Linked DNA regions of Mus musculus: all the other regions are linked to region 2. The links are chromatin contacts, called in public Hi-C and promoter capture Hi-C maps. All regions are on one chromosome and are shown on one strand. The core of a region is the stretch at or near the end of the contact, and the rest is flanking DNA. Distances in the headings are between cores, read along the strand shown.

Region 1 (3,942 bases), core at 1,191-3,690, 4.5 Mb before region 2:
AAAAGCCAAAACAAAAACATAAAGGTAATTATAATCTCAAAGTCCACATTCTCTAGTTAGAAGTGAAGACTTTCCTTACTTGGTTTTACTATATATAAAAATTATTTCATTGTTACCAAGTAATCAAACCCCACATTACATATGTATGCATGTTTTTAAAATACAGCAGCTTAAGTAACCTTTTCTTTAGCAAAAACAATATCCCCTAGGGTAAGATGAATTAATGAACACATTTGATCACTTATAGTGTTATGTTAAGTTATTTTGAAAAGAGTTAACTTCTGCTGTAAAGATGGTCAGGAAATAAACTTTGAGCAAAGATACCAAATGAAAACCACACCAAAGAGTGATTCTGCTATTGAGCTGAGAGCCAGTTCAGAAGTTAAGAGAAAGAACTACTCTTGAGAAGACCCTGGTTTGATTCCCAGCACCCATAGCCAATACCTGGCAAGCACCTGTAACTCAGATCCAGAGCAGGTGTGGCCTACACAGGTACTTTCATACCCACATACCCACCCAGAGATAACATACACAATTAAGAAATAAGAAATAAATCTGTGTCAAAATGCTACTATTTCCAGGAAAAATGATCAGATACTTTAAAAGAGATACATATAAAAGGTCAAGATTTAACTTTAGAACAGAAAGGATCCGTTCCCACTCTAATCCAACAAAAGAAAGACGCTGCTACTCTTCCACAGCACTGCCTGAGGCATAGAAACAGGCATAAAAAGCACTTTCCCCCACTGCTGAAGACAAAGTAAATTCCAAAAATAGCAATCTCTTACAAACAAATCTGCCTTTTCCAAAAACTAAGTATAAAAGCTAACCAGCTCTCATGCCAGATACAATCCCAGTGTGGATTTTAATCTTCATTTTTAGTCTTAAATAATGCCTGTATCTTAAGACAGATCACCGTCAAGTGTTAGTAACAAATAATGTCTTAATACAGATAAAAATCTTAAAGCAATCATATAGCCCATCTGCTGTCAACTGATGTTCCACAGTTCCTTTTTTGGCCTCAAATGATGAAACTTCTCTAACGTCTCTGGGGAGACTAGTAAAGTATAACGTTTCCTGAAATTGTTCTTGTTTCACTGCACCATTTCGTGACACCTCTTCACCTAAGAATGCTACTGCAGGAAAGGCCAAAAGTACAAGCAAATGCAAAAAGAATACCATAAGGAAAGCTGATTGAAGGAAGATACAGGGGAAGGAGGGAAATGCGTAAGAATGCAAACCATTGCTAGCAGAGAAGCGCCAACAACGAGATCTTGCTTATTCTTCTAGAAACAAAAACCAAAAATTCTAAGGAAAATGCGGATGTTACTCGAGGATGATGTTAAAACTCCAAAAAGCGTTCCGCTGACACGCTACAAGAGTTCTACTCTCTCTTCCTATGTGCTTTAACACCGCTAGCCCTATCTGCAAATTAAATGCCGGCTATAGATAATGCAATCTCTAGAAACTACAATTGTGGTTGCCATCTTTGCCTGAAAATTTTTTCTTTTATTGGATTTGCAAGGGGGGGGGGGAATACATTAAGTTGGAAGCTACAAAAAACACCTTCAAGTCTGACAGAGCACAGGTTAACAGGCGTCTCCTACCAAACTAAGGTTTTAAAGGTCTGGGAAAGAAAGGCAAAGGAGCCACGGCCTTACCAATCCCGCAAGGGTGGGGCATCGCAAGAAAAAAAAATTTAAGAGGGCGAGTTTCTATCGAGGCCGAGGAGCAGGCCCACGAGCTCGCACGTTGTGGTAGCACAGGACGCTGGGGACAGGGACGAAGGGCGGCTTCGAAGAAGAGACGTGGGCTGCCAGGGAATGCCCAGAGTGCGGGCTGATAGAAGGAGGCACCCACCGGGCACCGGATGAAGATCAGAGAAGAACGAGCATGAGTCCGGCGATCCGAGGCTGCGCGTGGGAGGCCGGGCAGAGGCCGCGGAGCGCCGTGGGCAGGCGGCCGTCCTCGGCGAGGGGCTCTGCCGGTCTCCGGCCGCCCCGACCGCGGGTGACGGCGGCGGGCACAGCTGTTTCCACCCCGCTGGGGAGCGCGAGGGGAAAAGCATCCCGGCGGTGGCCAGGGAGCCGAGCGGCAGGCATCCTCGCGTAGGGGCGCGGAGCGGAGCCCCCACCGCGAAGCGCACGACGAACTTCGCCCTTTCTTCCCCCTAAGCCGCCTTTATGCCACAACTTCGCGGCCGCTACTGTCCGCGGCCACCGGCCGACACCCCCGCTCGGCTCGCCGCCAGGCGATCCCCCGACGCCCCGAGGTCAGGGAAGGTCGCCCGGAGCCAGGCCCAGAGGTCTCGGACGCCGACCCCGCGCAGACGCTCACCTCGTCTCGATGGCCCCCTCGCCCTCCCCGCTGCAGCAGCTCCGCTCACCTGCATTGACGCCATGATGAAACCATCCCCCCAAGGCCAGCGAGGCCCGAGACGCAGGGGGCGGAGCCGCCGTGCTCGCGTCACGCCGCGGGGGCCCAACATCCCGGGCACGGGGGTGGAGTCGCCGATGGGAAGGGGCCCGCGTGTCCGATTGGCTAGCGCGCGGGTGCCCGGGGCGGGGCGGGGCGGGGCCAGGCCGGGCTCCCTAGGTACCTTGCATCCCAGCCAATTTATACGCGGGCCCACCCTCAGTGCTGGCGGAGGCGCTGCTCCAGGTCGGACTGAAGCGTTATGCCGAGGTCACAATGCTGTCCGGGCATTTGGCAGGGAGGGGATCTCATTTTGTTTTTCCAGCTACAAGTGTAAGATTTACAGCCCACCCCCTTCATATGTCTTTTTTACACCTACCGTGTTTTCGCTCCTGAGGCAGATACAACTTCGCCTGGAGATGCTTTCTGGTATTTGCAGACCTAGGAAGCTTCTACTTTGAGGGGCAGAGAGTCACAGGTTTCCCTATAGGACAGAATGAAAACTGAGAGCAGTGATCTTAAAAGCAAGAACAATTGGATTTGAAACGTGCTGGAAAGGGAAGGAGGGTGAATAATGGAGTTCCCTTTTGTGTGCAATTTTCTAGTTCCCTAACCCTCTAAATTGTAAAGTCCAGGTATACCATAAGAGTCGTTGTTACATCAGTCTTACTTTTGATTAACAATTTGACTCTAGCCGTGAAATCTCAATATAATGAATATAGTTTACGTAATTTAATACTTAATACTTAATACTTAAACCTTCTGCCATGCCTAGATTTCTCTTCACCCTATTCTGTGGTGGGCAGTTGCATGATCAGACGACCTATGAGTGAGCTTGAGTAGAAATCGCTGAGCATACAGAATTTATTCTAGGAATGCACCAGTTCTGCCAGCATTTATCAGAAGTCACATTTTTAAAGCTCCTCCGGAACCAAAGATGTCGTTTACTTAAATACCAAACGAAAAATGGAAGCCAAAAGCTTGCACCTCATGTCCTGTCTCTAAAGGAATCAGAGAGGATGGCATGTTGAGTAGAAGGCTTTTACTTTACCCGGATGAAAGTTTAAATCTTTATTTTTATTGACTTGGCTTCATTTTTAGACATTTCTCTAAAATATAAATATAATGGTGATGTAGGTTATCACTCTCACACTTAAGCTAGAGCACGATGTTCCTCTGAGAACATCCGTAAGGAAATGTGTTCAAGAGAGGAAAAGATGTCTAAATCTGCCAGTTTTTCTGTGGTGTAATATTCAAGACGGTTTCTCTTCACCATGGAGGAACTTTTCCATGGGGTTTGCATGACTTGGAGTACAGGACTCAACCAGAAGCATATCCGCTATCAGTTCAGGTATGTCGTTACCATCACAACATGGAACAAAGTGCCCACATAGCCCAGTGATGAGGTACGCTTACAGGAAAGAGTCTCCACCAGGCCTTCCAGAGATCTTTGTCCCTGTGATCTCAGGCTGTAATGTACCAGCTAATGTTCATGTTGTTTTAAAAGTTGATTCTTCTCAAAGGTGT
Region 2 (3,682 bases), core at 776-3,275:
AAGGCTAGAGACAGGGAACAAAGGAGGCAGTACAAACTCTGTGCGTCTCTTTTTGCACAACACTAAGACAGGTAAAGCCCAAACTCTCAACAAAAGCTAGAGACACCACAGAGAGCCACAAGCTAAGCACAAGGCTCTGGCCAGCTGTGGAACACATGGCTATGAGGTTTATGATTGACACATGTGACGATCTGGCCCTAGCCTGCAAGAACTGGAGCATGACACTGAGAAGCGTCTTAGAATGGAGGACTGCACATTGACATGAGGCAAACGTGAAGCAGGGCAGGTCCCCTGCCTTCTCATTAAGCCACTATGTTAAATAATAACAAGGGTCCAGGAGCAAGAGACAGATTAGCTCTTTGGCTGGAAGAATGGCTTTTGTTGCGGATAAAACCTCAGCTTTAAGCTTTATAAATCACTGCATAAGGAAGGTTGGTTTTAATGGTTTCTTCAATGATGAGGAAACTGAGGTCGAGGGAAAATGTGAGTGGAGGAGAGGAAGAAAGTGAAGTGACAGAATTTCCAGAAGAATGTGGACACCAGCCCCAGTCCCAGCTTCTCTCCTGCAAACCCGACAGCCTAGCTACGAGCATGCATTCAGCTCAGACCCGGCTAACCCAAGAACAGCCCCAGCGCGAGGACAAGTTCTTCAGCCAAATAGGTCCTGAGTCGGTAACAGGGACATATGGGTAGATATGGGTAGATAAGGGAGATATGGGTAGATGCAGGGATAGACAAGTAACTCTTAAATGGTGCACCTTCTTACTACCCTGTAGAATGCAGATCAGGAAACTTACACAGAAGAGAGGATAGGAATGAGTGTTCTCAAGACCAGGCGACCCAAGCCATGGGACTGTCACCTATTACCTATGGTGCTCTGGAGACAATATATACTATAGTAAGTCCTTCCCACTTTTCAATATCACCGTTTTGCAGCACTCTGGAGTAGGGACCTCGGATTCTGACCCCTTAGTGGTTTACACAGACAGCTCTGAGGCCTACACCAGCACAGTGCTGAATCCAGGATCCCTTTCTCTGTTCCCACCCCACATCCCTGCAGCGACTAGGAAATCACCTTTCACAGAGAGTATCCCTCTACTGGCTCCTGCAAAGGGGATGAGGCTCTGGGTCCAGTTCACACAGATCTACAGGAACAGTTCAAAGTGCCAAAGGATATCTTAAAACTAGCCCTTTAGGTCATATTTAAAGAGAGGTTGGTAGCAGAAGGTCCCTCTGGGATGGAGCCAGGGCCACATGTGAACACCTGGAGCAAGCTCCAGAGGTTAGGATGAAGAACTTCCAGAAAGCCACAAGAGAGGTGGAGAGGGTTAGGGTCCCTTCCACTAGAAAAGCCTAGAAGATCTGGAGGCCCCCACTAGAGAGAAGGAGGGGGGATTGTGCAATTACAGCTGGTCTAGGAGTTTCCCACATTGGCACCAAGTCGCCAGAAAGGAAACCCCAACCATAGGGCCAGGAAGGCAGCTCTGCAATTGGTTCGAGGCCAGGTATGGGTTTCTGAGATTCAGATAGAGTTGTAGGATGTGGTGGGTGTCCAAGGGGGGCGACAGAGCATGGCACGGCCCGCACAGCTAGGAGTTAGGGGTGCTGTCTGGACTCTCTTAGGTCCAGGCCAGAGTGGATACAGTGCACAAAGCCAGAGGTGCAGATAACGTGCGGGACATCCCAGCCGGGCGCGCTCCAGCCCAGATGAGGTCCGGGAATCCCTGTCTGCGCCTCGGAGGACGGGAGTTAGGACCGCCAACCCCTGCAGCACCCCCTCCCCGCTCTACTCACCTCGAACATAAGCCCGATGAGGACGCAGAGCACCAAGCAGAAACCGATGTCTGCATGGTTGTGGATGATGAACTCCTGGCTGAAGAGCGGGTAACTTTTCGTCCTCCTACGGAAAGCCATGGCAGCGGGCGTTCACCGCCTGCGGGGGCCCGCACCCTCGCTCAGCAGCCCCAGCGAAAACTTCTCCGGCCCGGCCCGGTCCGCACGCCAGCCCCGCAGCCCAGCGCGGAACAACTTCGGGCCCCGCCCCCTTCCTCTGCCCGCCCCGCCCCGGCCTGCCGCCCGGAACCGCCCCCGGCCACAGCCCTCGCCCCGCAGCGGCTGCACAGGCGCGGGCCTCTAGCCACACCCCCTTCCTCCGTCCGCCCCGCCCCCAGGCCGCAAAGGCGCGCGCCTCTGGCCACACCCCCTTCCTCCATCCGCCCCGCCCTCAAGCCCTTTGGCCAGCGCCACCGGCCACGCCTCCTGGGCGAGCCCGGCGCGCCTAACCCTTGTGCCGCGCTCGCTACCGGTGCTTGCGGCTTCCACCGGGGGTACACTCTTCCGTGAACCTCGCTGAGACGCGGGAATGGAAGCCCTGTCCTCCGGCTTTGAGAGGAAGCGGCTCCCGAGCTGCTGGACAGGAAGTGGGCCGGGATCCCACTCCTAGCGCCCAGCTTCTTCCTCTGCAGGAAGGGCCCGGGGCGGGAAGCTTCGTGCCGGCCTGTGGACTGGCCCCAGCCCTGCGCTGGATCTTAAATGAATGCATGGCTACTCCTGTGTCTGAAGGATTGCACAGTGTAGGTTCAACCTCTCAGAACCTTCAGCAGCTACCCCAAGGCCTTGCCTTAGTAGAGCCTACTTTGCAAGGGCGTGCAGGTACCCCGCGTTTTACTCCTTCACTTAAAAGGCCAGGTACTGCCCAGAATTGGTTTTTCAGGGCTCACTACCTTCAATATTAATTGATCAGAAGTGGAAGAATAAACACTGAAGAAATAAAAAAAAAAAAAAAAAAAAAAAAAGATCCTCACCCAACGTTTCCATTTAATATTAAGTTTCAAAATTACTTCCGGAAGGACAAAAGGTCTTTTAAAATAAATTATACTAGCAAATATTGGATTTAATCCTGCCAGTAATGAAGGAACAAATAATCGCTTCTAAATGTACAGAAATGCAAAATGAACAGAGGACTGTTTAATTTCTTTTCTTTTTTTAAAATTAGTTTCACGGTTACGAGTTTGCAAAAATAGCAGTCTGAAGGTAACTAGAACTGAATGAAGTTCCTTAAAGAAATTTATCTCCTGTATTCTAAACTGTGCACTATTTAACAGACAGCCCTAGGGCTTCTAACTCCACGGGCGGGGCGGGGGGCATTAATGCCTATATTGGACTAACCTTTGTTTAAAGTTAAGACCGGTGCGTGCGTGCGTGCGTGCACGTGCGTACAGTTTATGACATATAGGGGCTGCACATGCATGAGCTCACATATTTATGTATTTTCGCCCCAGTGACCTCCGGTGTCAGGCCTCACCTTCCACCTGGTTTGTTCCAAGGTCTCTCTTTGTGTTGACTTTTCCACTAGGTAGGCCAGGCTAGCTGCTCCTCTAGCTCCTCCCATCTCCCAGTAGAAATGCCCCTTGTGGCCAACTTTTACATGGGTTCTGCGGATTCCAAGTCAGGTCCTAGTATTTGCACAGCATGGACTATCACTCACTACGCTGTCTCCCCAATCAAGACTCTTCTGAAATTCGGACCTAGCCTTGTAAAGAACTCTGGAGCACCTTGACTCTCAATGTACAAATGTTCTAATGGTCAATGATTTGTGGGAATTTCCTTCGCATATGTAATGGTGTCAATCTAACGTTTAATACTTGAGGCCAAAATCCATGGGAAACAGTAGAACTCACCA
Region 3 (3,860 bases), core at 971-3,470, 3.6 Mb after region 2:
TAACAGTGTCACTCCCTATGGGCCCAGCAAGCATTCAAACACATGAGTTTATTGGAGCCATATCTATTTAAACCTGTGGGGAAAGCCTGCAAATGAAAGGGATAGTCTACCATGTCGGGTCGGGATAGCTCCTCTGATCTCCACACAAAATGGAAGACTTCCTTCACCAGCAAGGCTTCCCTTTCTGGAACCTTGTCTGAGGAATCCAGTTTCTCTCATCTTCTACCTCTCTCTCTCTCTCTCTCTCTCTCTCTCTTTCTCTCTGCTCATATATAGTCCTTCTCTGCCCTGAATAAAGTGTACGCATACAAGCCCTCCCTGAAGAAAGGTATGTACACAAGCTAAGATGGTCTAAGAGAGCTATTCATCAAAATCCTTGGAGAAGGCCTTCTCCCTGGCACCTGCTCACACTAGACTGGAGTCCTGTAGACCCCACTGGTTCCGAATGCTGCTTCATCCTTCAAACCTGGTGTGTATCAGCTGTGTCTGGATACTTTAGAGAGGAAACAGAGGAGGTAGAACTACAAAACCACCACAAGTGGACTCAGTCGCTTCCTCTATTTTTGTTCTTCAGCTGCCATGAGGTAAAGTTTTTCTCTACCACACAGTCTTACATAATATACCATGTAAGACACCATGAGTCAAAGCAATAGATTGGATAACCATGGGTTCTAACCTCTGAAATCATAAACCATAATAAGACTTATAAATTGATTATCTCAAGTACTTTCACTTAGTGATGGACAACTGCCTAATGGAAGAGGTCTCAAGGAACCTATTTGAAAATGGACATAATACTACGATATAGAGAAAGGTGTTGTCTGATTCATACCAATGTGGAATGGGATCTGAATCCTATGGAAATATGCAAAAGTAAGTTATTTGTTCCATGGCAGAATTAGGGAAATGCAGCTTCAGGAGGAACAGCTTGTGCTCACAAAATTACTGATTATGTGATCGTTTTCAAAGAGGATTTGGGCCATTGAAGACAACAGGGATGACTGGTCTCAGGTGGTTTTTGATATCTCCTCTAACCAGCAAGCCTACTACAGAAGGGTTAAAAGGCATTGGCTCAAGAAGTAAAGCACAAGCATGACTTGTTGGTGATGCACTTGGGGACACACATGAGATCTCAGAGACGGACACACACTTCCACCAGAGAGTTTCTGATGGGACCGGTTCATATAAAACACATTCTGTTTCCACTTTCTTCTCATTTCGACACTTCTACCCAACCCTTAACTACTGCAGACTTCCAGTCAGAAATAAGACCAAGGTGAGTAATAATATCACAGCAGAATAAACTATAGCGACGATGGAGTTCATCCATAAACTGTTTTGACTGCATCCTAAGTGTCTTAGTGTCCTAAGGATGGAAGTGTTTATTGGGTTCACAGTGCAAGGTTTCAGCGCATTGTTGTGGTGATGTTATAGACAGCAGGAACTAGAGGTGGCTACTCACATCCAAGGTCAAGCGCACACAGCAATGAGTTATGCACGCATGCTAAGTAAGTCTTCAGTTCTGGTCCAGGGATGTGGAAATGTTACCACCCACATTCAGGGTGGGGCTTCTCACCTCAGCCCAATTAAAGGAAAAAATCCCTCACAAGCCCACAGGACAATGTATTCGAGACAATTTGTCACTGAGTCTTCCGAGATGGTTCTGCATTGTATCAAGCCCACAGACAAACGTCCACAATCAAAACTAAATATCACGCCGGGGTTTGTTTATTCAATTTAAATACACACTAATACACCACGGGACCCAGGCAAGCATCCCAGGTTTTCCCTCAGCTTCACATAAGATTTACAACAATCTCTGTTTTGTTCACTTGAGCATATTATTAGCACCTACAGTTCATAGACTCGGACATTTTAATTGTATGAAACCATCATGGAAATTCACAGGTACGCGCAGATGGAAAAAACAAAACAAAACGAAACATCACGTGGTAGCACAGTGCCGTCAAGCAATGACGTGACCTGGTCATCAGCAAATTATAAAGTCATCTGGGCAGATGACATTCTTTTATTCTGAGTCATTCCTGCACCAGGATGACTTCTGATTGCATAATGGGATCAAAACCTTGTTTTTGGAAGCAATGAAAACCCGTAATGTCACTCTACATTCAGAGGCACAGACACAGCCCTGCCTCCGTAAAGCTCCTAGAGTGCCAGCAAGATCAAGTGGCACGCAGGCCGCGCGTGGGCGGGCAGCGTGGTGACGTCACGGTGCGTCGGGTGCGCCCCGCCTCGGCTCGGCTGGTCGCCAGGGGACGCTCGCGGGCCGGGTCTCCTTGGCAACCCTCCGCTCTGCCCCTCCGCCCCTTTAACCTTTAGGCTGCGCAGTTCCGGGTCCCTCTTCGTTCCGTCCCGTCCCGTCCCGTGCCTTCCCTCCCCACCCCTTTGGGCTTATCCGGACCGGAAGCGAAGATGGCGGCGGCGGCGGCCGAGCTGGTGATCGGCTGGTGCATCTTCGGCCTCTTGCTCCTGGTAGGGGAGGCGCTCCGAGTTCTCCCAGGGTGAGGGGGTGGGAGGAGGAGGAGGGCGGGCCAGCGCTGGCCTCGCCTGTCGGGGACCCTCCTCGCCCGCCCTGCTCTCTGCTGGGTCCGCGAGGGTCTCCGGAGGAAGGCGAAGAGGCGCTGATCCTCCGCGGTCTCCTTCCTAACTTCAGCCAGCTTCTGTCTCTTGTCTGAGAATGTAGCTGGCGGGTGAGTTTGGGGACGAGCGACCCTCGGGGTGGAGAAAGGCGTGATCACGGCTTGAATTGGAGTCCTCACCGCCTCTGGGCCAGGCTTCTGGGCTCTGACAGAATCAATTGTTTATTTGTTTAAATGCCTCCTTCCCCCCCCGCCCCCCCTTGTTTCCCCGCGCCCATTGTGCGATTCTGCCTTGATGACGTGAGTGTCACGTTCTAGGTATTACATTCCACTTAGAACGCTGTAGAGCCGCTTGGCCAGGCGGGAGGTTATTACCTGTCTGACCTCAGGTGCCTTCTTTTCCAGACTTCTCTGATCATTGGGTGCACAAAACCCAACTGTAGTGACTCAGAGTGACCTGGTTGTTACTTTCTGACTTCGTTTAGTTTGCTTCTCTTATGACATTTCATATTGTCAAATCCTTCCCCACTCTACAAAGACTTCAGTCCTATGGTCAGTTAGTGTTTGCATTTTGAAACTCGTCCGATGTGTTTCAGATTCCCTATACTGACCCTTGGGTAGTTTGTTCAGGTAGTCAAGTTTTTCAGTTTTTCATCAGGTAGCGCGCGCACGCGCGCACACACACACACACACAGAGATACAGACACACACACAGACACACACACGCACACGACACTTGCCTTGCATGTTCAGGAACCCTAAATTCAGTCTTAGTACTGGCATGCTCCCTTCACTTTAACAAATCCCATTGCCCTGGGCCATGCTTAGCTTGTGTCCTGGAGGGAGGCTATCTAGCCCTGTACTAGGAGAGAATTCACTGGCTTTCCCAGCCCATATGTTTAGTGAAAAATAAGCATGTTACCAGCAGGAACGTAGAGTTGGAGTATCTTGATTAATGAAAAAGCATTTAAAGCACAGTAGTTTTACTGTGGATACAGTAGTTTTATCTAGGAGGATACAAACAAAATAATAAGTGGCTTTTTAAGAGGGGGCTGATCATAAGTTAGGAAATAGAGATCTTAAGCATTGAAAGAGAAAATATGATTTTATAAGGGAAATAGGACTTGGGAGAGGATACTGTTGGAAGAAAGTGCCAGTGGAAAAGTAGCCTTTGGATAGTTTGTGGCCTTGAATCAGGAACAACCCGGCAGTAGAGAAGTACTGTTGCGAGGTGCAAAATGTGATTTACTAAAAATTAAA
Region 4 (4,098 bases), core at 407-2,906, 3.0 Mb after region 2:
CAGAATGAAATACATAATCCAGTTGTTCTTCAACCCTAAAACAAAGGCAAACTTTACTGACAGTAACTGCCTCAGCAGATGCCTCCAGAGCGTGACACTACACCATCGTCAACAGAAACACAAGGTTCATTTCAATTAGATTGGATTCAAAATGGAGGGAAGAAAAGCTCCCAAATGTATTAAGTTCTTTTGCCCAAATCAAAAGATTAAATACTTCTTTCTTGATAAGCAATTATCCTATTCTTGTTCGCAAAAACTGTACGCATTTATTAAATAGAACAAGCTCAAAATGATGTAACCAACCGTAATCGTAAAACAACAAATCAATACATTTTATATAGTAATTTTTGTTAAATTTCACTTCAGATTTGTTCCTGGTCAACTGTTATTTACTGGAGCACTGACCTCTGGCAAATCTTAACTCTTTATAAATGGCCAGTTTGTTTCTCATAACATGACTGGTACATGTAATTCAAGATCCAATCAAGTGAGCTGCCATTCTTTAGAGAATTTCTGGTGAAGAAAGATGAAGAAACTGCTCTGGAAGCTTCAGTGGGGATACTAGGCATAGCCCTAGCTTGCGTAGAAAGCAGAAGAGAACAGAGGTTGTTACAACTCTTCGGGGATGTAATAAAAAGTAAAACATATGGACTGAAAAAGAGGTTCCATCCACACATATAGGAAAAAGGAGTTTTATGGCTTAAAAAACAAAACACCAACATTAAAGAACTAAAATCGGTTCGGTGGTTAGGAGCGGCTGGACCGAAAGCAATGAGGCGGGGGGACCAAAAGAGGTTAAGAGAGTGAGGGCCTCTGAAGGCAAGGCTCGACACTGGAGCAAAGAGATGCTTAAACGCAACAACAAAACGCAAAAGGCCAAAAAGCCCACCCTCCCACAAGTCAGTAACTAACAAAAGAGCTAGAACGAGGTGCCAAAGGAGAAAATAGTGCTAACAGCGAGGAAACTGATCGGCGACGGCCAAGAGGTTAACGACTGGGGATGCACAGTCGAGGGACCGAGCTGGACCGAGCGGAGAGCTCGACCGACGTCGAGGGACCCCCGGAGCCAAAGGGCGCGCGGGCGCGGGTGGAAGCGAATGAGGGTCGAAGGACCAGGCGGCGACCGTGGAGTGGGGCGGAGAGCCGGCGGGACACCGGGCACGACGAGTGGCAAGGGCCGGCCGGGGGCACCCGCCTGCGCGCCGCGCCCCTCGCGTCCCCGCCGACCTTCAGCGGGCCCAGGACCCGGCTCCGACTGAGGCCAGGGCGCCAGAGGCAGACGAGGCGAGGAGGCCACTTCCTGTCCGGCCCCGCGGGGGAGATGGACCTGGCCCGCGTCGCGGGGCCGGGAGTCGCGCGGACAGCGAGGGGCTCACCTCTCAACCGGCACGGCCTCGGCTGGCGCCTGTGCGACGGAGGAGCTCTGCGTCCGGCTGGTAGGCGTCCTTAGCCAGGTCCGCACCATCCCGCCCCGGGCCCGCTCACATCGCCATCGCAGCACCCGCAACCACCGCAAAGCCAAGAGCCGGCTCGTCTCCGGCGCTCGGCTCCCGGCCCAGAGCCGCCGGCGAGCATGCGCAGTCGCGTCGGTCCCAAGGGAACCGGGCCGCCGAGCGCTACCTGCGTTCAACAGGTCCCGGCCCGCGGCCCCGCCCCTGGGGCTCTCCCCTCCCCCTCCCGCAACGTCCCGCCTTCTCTGAGGCGAGGACCCGCCCCCTTGGGCTCCAAGTCCCGCCCCCCCAGGAGACTCAGCTGCCGCGGGCCCCCGGCGCCAACCGAGATTTGAAGATTTGTTCTCCCTTCCCGGCTCGCCCCTCCCGAGTTCCCGCGAGAACGGGAGACTTGCGTCAATAAAAAGCGCGAGCCCAGCCGGGGTGGGAGCTGGGGGTAGGGGGGGGGATAGTGTGAACCACTGGTCGAGAGTTAAAGGGCCCCAAGAGATGCGAAAGGACAGTTGAAGACTGAGGAGATTTCTCTCGAAGTCATCTACGTCTTCTCTCCTTGCTGCCATGGCTAGAGCCGACCCTCGCGCCTCTGCCAGGGCAGTGGGTCGGTGCTGCCCCAGCAGTCGCTAATGGGGCCATCCATGGTGTGGCCATGCGTGCAGCTGATCTATTAGTGTCTTGATTGATGACATCTTAAATAGAAGCTTTCAGGTCTTAAATTCCATTAACGGAAGCCCATAGTCTTTCATTGATTAACTTCATTTTCTTCTTTCCCGCTGTCCGAACAGAACATTTTTTAAAGATTTATTTACTTTACATCCTGCTCGGTTCCCCCTTCCAGATCCCCTCCCCTCCCACAGTCCTTCCCCCACTCCCCCTTCCCTTCTCTGAGTCTGTGAGGCTGGCACTTCCTATCCCACTGAGGCAGGACAAGGCAGCCCAGCTAATAAAACATATCCCACATAAATGGAGCTGCTTTGGGGATAGTAGCTCCCCTCCCCCTCCCGTTGTTGAAGACCCACATGAAGACCAAGCCACACATCAGCCACACATGCTGGAGGAAGTGGGGTTAGGTCCAGCCCGTGTATACTCTTTGGTTGGGGGTTCAGTCTCTGAGAGCCCCAAGGGTCCTGGTTAGTTGGTCTTCCTGTGGAGTTCCTATCCCCTTCAGGACTGCAATCTTTCCTCCTATTCTTCCATAAGAGGCCCCTCGCTCCATCCACTATTTGGCTGTGGGTGTCTGCTTCGGTTTGAATCATCTCCTGGGTGGAGCCTACAGAGTATCCTTATAATAGTGTCAGGGTTTGGTGCTTGCCCATGGATGGGTCTCAAGTTGGGCCACCAGCAGGACATTTTATAGCTCGTTAAAGCTTCTGTGTGTGACTCAAGCAAGGTTGGGAATTTCAGCAACAGCTGAAAATTTCCCTCAGAGCTGTAACACTTTCACACAGCTCAAGATAAAATGAATGGGGAGAACAGAACACAGCTTGTGATAAAAATGAATTAGGAGGAGAGAGTGGTGTCTCTTAGATATAATGTGAGGGAACATGATGCCACTGATAATCTGCTTGAAGATGGTTAAAAATGGCAAATATTGTGTATATTTGCTAGAATAAACATGAATGAAACCTTTCTGTCCACTTGGCAGTGGTGATGTGGCCTTGTACCTTAGGCCGTTTGAAACCAAGTGTTAAATGTGATTTAACCACTGGCTTTTCTTCAGTTTTTGGGCAAAATTTGAACAGGATTGGAATGCCCGTGTCACCTTATGATAATGTTTGCATAAATGATCCTTCTGGTACAGTTACTCTTGTTTTTTACAGACAGAGTCATATCTACTACGATGGGTGTCCACAATGCACAATGGTAAGGTATTTTTGGGAAGTTATATTTCTTTAACACCAAATATGAGACTGAGGCAAGCGAAGTCTAAGTTTAGCACTTCCTTTATGGGTACAACAGCTTCGGGTTTAAAGGGCGAATATATTAGTTCATCATGTTGTGATGTTACTTCATGGCTTAATGGCTGTGGTCTCTCTGGGAAAAGAATGGTATAAGACAGTGACCATGCCAATCCTCCAGTTAAAAAGAAAGCACTCAGCTGTGTTTCAGGCTTCTCACCTGTAATTGCTGCACTGGACAGGCTGAGAGCAGCCTGAGCTACAATGTGATCCCTTTTCTCAATAAGTATATGAGAGAATTTCTTTTTAAGCTAGTGGCATGACTTGCATCTCGTTGTTGAATGGAGATAATGAGGACTGAGAAGACTTTGCTACTTAGTGAACGCAGTAAAGGAGAAGATTGGAATCTATAGACAATAAATGCACTTTTATAATCTATGTGGCATAGTCTTTAATAATGCATTGCCAGGAGAACCTTGAGACTGCACAACTGATTGGACTACAGAGTGCTTTTTACAGCACGGTATGGAAAGGCTCAAGCAGTTACGTCTGGATTGCAACTCAGATGATATGGGTTTTCCAAGTGGCAAAGCATTTGCTCGGATCAGAAGCTGTCAGACAGGAGACGCCCCTCCTACCGCCACACTTCTGAGTCACTCCTGTAGAGTGTAATTACATAGTATCGAGTGACAGCAATGACTTGACTTCATGGCTTATTCTCCTCTCAGTGTGCCTAGAGCTTACCATGGTGT

What was found. Promoter capture Hi-C pulls out the DNA fragments that hold promoters and counts their contacts. A called contact is a pair of places that touch in the nucleus more often than the background predicts.
Region 1: a contact with region 2 is called in a promoter capture Hi-C map of pre-B cells. The contact joins the promoter of Ube2w here to the promoter of Tram2 in region 2. A contact is called at or near these places in 2 of 39 promoter capture datasets (cranial neural crest and pre-B cells).
Region 3: a Hi-C map of CD8 T cells shows a contact between it and region 2, with 5 times the contacts expected there. The contact joins the promoter of Lmbrd1 here to the promoter of Tram2 in region 2. A contact is called at or near these places in 1 of 39 promoter capture datasets (liver) and 2 of 484 Hi-C or Micro-C datasets (CD4 T cells and CD8 T cells).
Region 4: a promoter capture Hi-C map of liver shows a contact between it and region 2, with 4 times the contacts expected there. The contact joins the promoter of Fam135a here to the promoter of Tram2 in region 2. A contact is called at or near these places in 3 of 39 promoter capture datasets (cranial neural crest, liver and maxillary cranial neural crest).

Annotation. Positions count from the first base shown.
Region 1 is chr1:16,616,851-16,620,792 of GRCm38.p6, forward strand. Ube2w (ubiquitin-conjugating enzyme E2W (putative)) reads right to left here and starts at 2,441. Exons shown (of 6, transcript NM_025773.4): 1 at 2,387-2,441. The coding sequence starts at 2,401.
Region 2 is chr1:21,077,200-21,080,881 of GRCm38.p6, forward strand. It overlaps Tram2 (translocating chain-associating membrane protein 2), which reads right to left and starts at 2,026. Exons shown (of 11, transcript NM_177409.3): 1 at 1,795-2,026. The coding sequence starts at 1,914.
Region 3 is chr1:24,676,324-24,680,183 of GRCm38.p6, forward strand. It overlaps Lmbrd1 (LMBR1 domain containing 1), which reads left to right and starts at 2,221. Exons shown (of 16, transcript NM_026719.2): 1 at 2,221-2,493. The coding sequence starts at 2,434.
Region 4 is chr1:24,098,685-24,102,782 of GRCm38.p6, forward strand. It overlaps Fam135a (family with sequence similarity 135, member A), which reads right to left and starts at 1,657. Exons shown (of 21, transcript NM_026604.4): 1 at 1,377-1,657.